Regions from separate parts of the Danio rerio genome. Here region 2 is linked to region 1. A link is a contact called in public HiCAR-type data. All regions are on one chromosome and are shown on one strand. The core of a region is the stretch at or near the end of the contact, and the rest is flanking DNA. Distances in the headings are between cores, read along the strand shown.

What was found. HiCAR-type assays count read pairs that join an accessible place to other places.
Region 2: a contact with region 1 is called in a HiCAR-type map of caudal fin, with 4 times the contacts expected there. The contact joins two enhancer-like sites. A contact is called at or near these places in 6 of 18 Hi-C or Micro-C datasets (caudal fin, embryo, gastrula embryo and 2 more) and 1 of 4 datasets of contacts at active chromatin or transcription factors (caudal fin).

The regions. Positions count from the first base shown.
Region 1 is chr17:28,673,080-28,675,734 of GRCz12tu, reverse strand. asap3 (ArfGAP with SH3 domain, ankyrin repeat and PH domain 3) reads left to right here. Exons shown (of 26, transcript NM_001365099.1): 20 at 571-638; 21 at 1,023-1,127; 22 at 1,247-1,451; 23 at 1,711-1,930. Among named protein-coding and RNA genes, the nearest start is that of asap3, 41 kb to the left of the region's middle. Within about 2 kb of position 1,319, at least 5 of the 62 cell types and tissues checked have an H3K27ac peak or open chromatin away from gene starts, as enhancers often do.
Region 2 is chr17:28,808,384-28,811,038 of GRCz12tu, reverse strand. No RefSeq gene overlaps it. Among named protein-coding and RNA genes, the nearest start is that of id3, 50 kb to the right of the region's middle. Within about 2 kb of position 1,353, at least 34 of the 62 cell types and tissues checked have an H3K27ac peak or open chromatin away from gene starts, as enhancers often do.

The DNA of each region.
Region 1 (2,655 bases), core at 70-2,569:
TGTTAGATTTATACATTTAGCATTATCAGCAACAGTTGTAGTAACAGTGAATGTTTTACAGTACTGAATATTTTACAATTTATTTTTATTCAGCTGATTATTTCTTCATTTTATTTTGATTAAAAATACAGGTTTTACATTTTGTTTATTAAAACCAAAAGTTTCTTGCAGTACTGTTTTGTAATAAATAGAAAAAAGTTACATTTGTCTCCTTCCCTTTTTGGCTGGATGGATGGACGGATGGACGGACAGACAGACAGATGGATAGATAGATAGATGGATAGATAAACGGATGGATGGATGGATGGATGGGTGGGTGGGTGGGTGGTTGGGTGTAAAGATGAATGGATAGGTGTGTGGAAAAATGGTTGGGTAGTCAGATGGATAGATGGGTGGAGGGATGGATGAAAGAATAAATGGACATGTACATAGATAAGATAGATGGATGGACGGGTAGATATATAAACAGACTGTGCAACTATGAGCATGATTGACACACATTCAGGAATGTAGTTCGGTAGACAAATAAATCTTTTGTCTGATTGTGATCTTCTATTGTTCTTATTGTAGTGAACTCTGCGGGCGAGACGGCTCTTGACATTGCCAAGAGACTGCAGCACATGCAGTGTATTGAACTGGTGAGTTTCACATGTTGTACACGTACACAGACTGCTGATACAAAGCTTTTATTGGCTTTGTCTGTGTATGCGAGCACATGTTTGTACAGATATTATCTCCAGGTTGACTTGGTTAAACTTTATCCTGTTTAATATCCTGAAGTCTCATATGACTGTGTTCTTAAGCAACATCCCCTGCATATAATTATATCATCACATAAAGCAAGCATACAATAATGATGCAGTTTAATATCATTTCTGCCAAATTAAAGGCCGGGGTCATGCAGTCCCCGATGGTTGATTATAAAGTTTTTGTTTTGCTGTATCTTATTTATATCAGTCTTGTCAAAACTGTAACCATGTGAGCCGGCTATGATATTTCTTATCTTTTTTGTGTATGTTCAGTTGGAATTGGCACACAGTGGGAAGTTTAACTCTCAGATCCATGTTGAATACACATGGGAGATGCCACAGGACATGTATGACAGTGAAGACGATCTGGATGAAAGGGTCTGTTATGACTTCATACTATATGAATTTTTGTATTAGCAAAGTAGTCCTCAGGAAAACAGATTTCTCTTTTTTTTTTATTCCAAATCTAAATACAAATGCTCAATGTCATTGTTTAGGCAAGTCCTCATCCTAAAGTATCACGGTCTCCACTTCCCCCTACTGGTGTGAACGGGCACTGCTCTTCTGCGTGGAATTTAAATAAAAGCTGTCCAGCCAGAACCTATGAGAACATTGACTTCCTATATCGAAATCCACCCAACAACAGCGCCCCCACTGGTGGTCACATGCCACCTCCACTACCAGCTAAAGCAATACAGAGAGGTAAGATGCTGTTTATCAGCCTTTAATTGCTGAAGTCTGGAATTAAGCATCGACAAAAGAGCTGAATGTTGAGCTGATCAAAATTGAATAGACAAACAAAAATTATTTTATTTTATTTGAAAAGATGAAGTGAGCTGGTTGCATATGTAGATTTCTATAGAAACCCTGCAGGTTTATTCCAGACAAACCACAGCACGGTCATAGGTAATATGTGTCCCCACAGGACGTTCAGATCCTCAGATTTCGGGTTCCATTCCAGAGACTCACACTCCGTACCGCCAGAGTTCTCATCCCACGGGTTGCTTTCAGAAAATTAGCACCACACCTCCAGAGCCCTGTGGACCCACACCTGCACGCTCTCACAGCACCGGGCCATCTAAAGGACAGAGACAGACCGTGTTCTGGGAGGGACAGCCGTTCTCAGGGGCAGAGGGCAAAAATCACTCCACCTCACCCCAGAGTCAAAGAGGACCTGTCAGGTTAGTCAATGCAATTCTGCGTTTGCTTTAACTTGAGGCCAGATATTTCCTCAGTATTGTACATTATTATTATTGTAGATTTTAGTTTTACTGTCATTTACAGTTGCATTAAAAAAAATGAACTACATATGAGCTATCAGTATTGTTTAAAGCATGGGTGCCCAAACTCTGTTCTAGAGGGCGGTGTCCTGCAGAATTTAGCTCTAACTGCAGTTAGAAATAACATAACCCACTAGTTCTTAGGTAAACTAGAAACTTCCTGGCAGGTGTGTTGAAGCTAAACTCTGCAGGGCACCGCCTCTCCAGGACCTAGTCTGGGCCTGGTTTAAAGGATAATTCACTAAAAAAATCTGAACTAAACAAAATCTGTCATTTATTCACTCCTGTGTTATTACAGATCTATATGATTTGGTAATCCATTGTTTTTCATTGCATTTTTTTTACCTACAGTTGAAGTCAATAGGAACATTCTTCAAAATATCTTCTCGTTTGTTACCACGCTCTTCTAGTGCTGGACTTTTAGAATTTCACTCTGTAAACCTGATGTGATCTGGCGGCACTTCTTTTAGTTACTATGCTCCAAATATTTGGAATTGTCTCCCAAATGAAGTAAAAGGATCCCCCAGCATTGATGTTTTTAAAAAGCGTGTTAAGACACATGTTTTTAAAATTGCGTATGAATACAACAATTTGTGAAGTGTATGCATTTTATCTATATTGTGTAG
Region 2 (2,655 bases), core at 104-2,603, 140 kb before region 1:
TAAGTAGTTTTGTACCAGTACATTTACTCCACTGCTTTCATTCAACTCACAGTCTCTACTTATGTTTTCCTTGTCTACTGTGATTGGCATAATAATCAATCCAACGGTTGCCATCCAATCAAATTTTTCATAGAAAAATCATATCACAAGACAATCAAGAGACTGATTAGTATGCATATTTATTCATTTTCCTATAGTCTCTGATCTTTCAGAGGTTGCCACAGCGGAATGAACCGCCAACTACTATATGTTTTTACGCAGAAGATGCCCTTCCAGTTGCAACCCAGTACTGTGACACACTCATACTCTCTCATTCACACATATACACTACGGCTAATTTAGATTATTATATTCACCTACACCACATGTCTTTGGACTGTGGGGTAAACCGGAGCACCCAGAGAAACCCACGCAAACACGAGAACATGCAAACTCCACACAGAAATTCCAGTTGGGGATCGAACCTGTAACCTTCTTCCTGTGAGGCTACAGTGCTAACACCTAAGCCACCAAGCTAGACTGCATATCCCTTATGAAAAGATGAAGGATCCCTGTGATGACTGAAATCGCCAAATGGCCTTAAACGATAAGTAAATGCACTACAGAATGTTACGTTTTCAAACATGTGGACACATTACATGCAGGCCTATTCTATCAGTGCTGGTTTGTGGTGCCAACTGCTGGACACTCATAGCTTCTTAGTCAAAGTTCATACTGTATAACCTAAGCCGTAACATAACATCACAGCTAGATTTTTGCCATTTATGGTTACACAAATTTTGCTCGGCATGTAAACGCTTTTTATTGGCTTATTATAGGCAAGTTTGTTATTGTATTGTGTGTGTTCTCATATTAAATTGAGCTTTTTAGAATACTTACTTTTTGCTTTTGCTGTAGTATTTAGAACAGATGCATTTATTTACTTTTGAACTATTCTACTATATTTTTTGGCAAGTAATGGTACCTTTACTTGTGGATGATTTTTCGGTACTTTTTCCTCTGTTGTCATTCATTGACAGGTGAGTCCAACAGTCAATTTTTGACCCTGCTAAAACAAAAATGTTTTTCTGTGCCTGTATTAATCCTCCCTCCATCTCTCCTTCTGCGTCTGATGGTGACTCTGAGCGAACAGTATGAAGGCAGCGAGTGTGACAGAGCCAAACTGTCCAGGTGCAAGTGTCTGACTGACTCCTCCCTCTCTCTCTTACACACACACACACACACACACACACAGGATGAAGACACTCGGCAGTTATTTCTGTGTTTCCTGTCTTGAGACTCTCTCACACACACAGGTGCAGTGGAGAGTCACTCAGTCACTCACATGCACGTGTGTGTGTGTGTGTGTGTGTGTGTGTGTGTCGACCGGACACGATGACACACTCTGATATTCCCCTCAGAGAGAGAGAGAGAGAGAGAGTGGTTGTGTGTGTGTGGTGTTGTTACTAAAAGGGCAAAGGTCATGAATCTTTATAAGCTAGGACTCCAGAAGGCGAATAAACTGGTTTGCCTGTTGGTGTTTTGTTAGAGGTCACTCTGGTGTCACTAATAAGGGTTTCTGTTGTGTATGAGAAACATTTAAACCTTAATAGTGTGGTGAAATAATGGTACTCGGTTGAGTCCCATGTTGAACTGACCATTTATAGGCCAAAAAAGCACAGTGCGACCTTGGAGTAAATGTGTTTATTATAATGGCTGATCTTGACAATGTGACTATTATTAAGCAGTGCTGTAAAATTTGTTAGGAAGGGTTCGAGTTTGGCATAGAGTTCCTATACAAGCAACAAAACTCTTAGAGATTTAAATGAGTTCGAAAGAAATTGCAATGAAAATGGGAGAAACGTGGCAAAATCATGCAGTTTCTCACAATAAAAAAAAAACTACAAATGAAACAACATAATCTGGTTATTTAAAGTATTTTTATTCACCTATGTTTAGAATTATCCTCTGCACTGTATTGTGTTATATATTTAAACAACAGTCTTGTCTGATTTGCTGATAGTCATGCAATATTCTGCAATCTCAGAACACGTACAGCTTCCTCACTCTTCTGTATTGCCCACATAGCGTGACAGCAGATCAATAAACTCACTACAGTTTGACAAATATTGCTGCTGTTGGACAACATAATGTAACTTTAAGGTTTTTTCTGGGCAAGAATGCAGTTGTTTAGATTGCATCTATTGCATCAACCGTCTTTGCTCAGCTCAAAAACAGGCTGAAGGCTGCCGATGCACTGTATCTCAGAAATGATACCCATTTAAAATAGGCACTATACTTTTAAATAAATAAAAGTATAGTGCCTATTTTAAATGGGTATCATTTCTGAGATACAGTGCATCGGCAGCCTTCAGCCTGTTTTTGAGCTGAGCAAAGACGGTTGACATTGTCCATTCACAAGATGGCGACAGAGACCACATAATAAGCCCTTAGAGGAGAAAAGATTGGCGTATTTTCAAACTACAGCTGATCAAAACATTATAAAATTGGTGAGTGACATTCTAAGTAGATCTCTCGCTTTTGTATGTTGCAGTGCTGTATTTATACTACAGTAATTGCAATGTATTGAGGGTGAAATGGGACTCATATATTAGGAATGTATGTATTTTGTTTAGGCCGCTCTTTGTATAAACCTGAGTTAGTTTTTGGTTGACC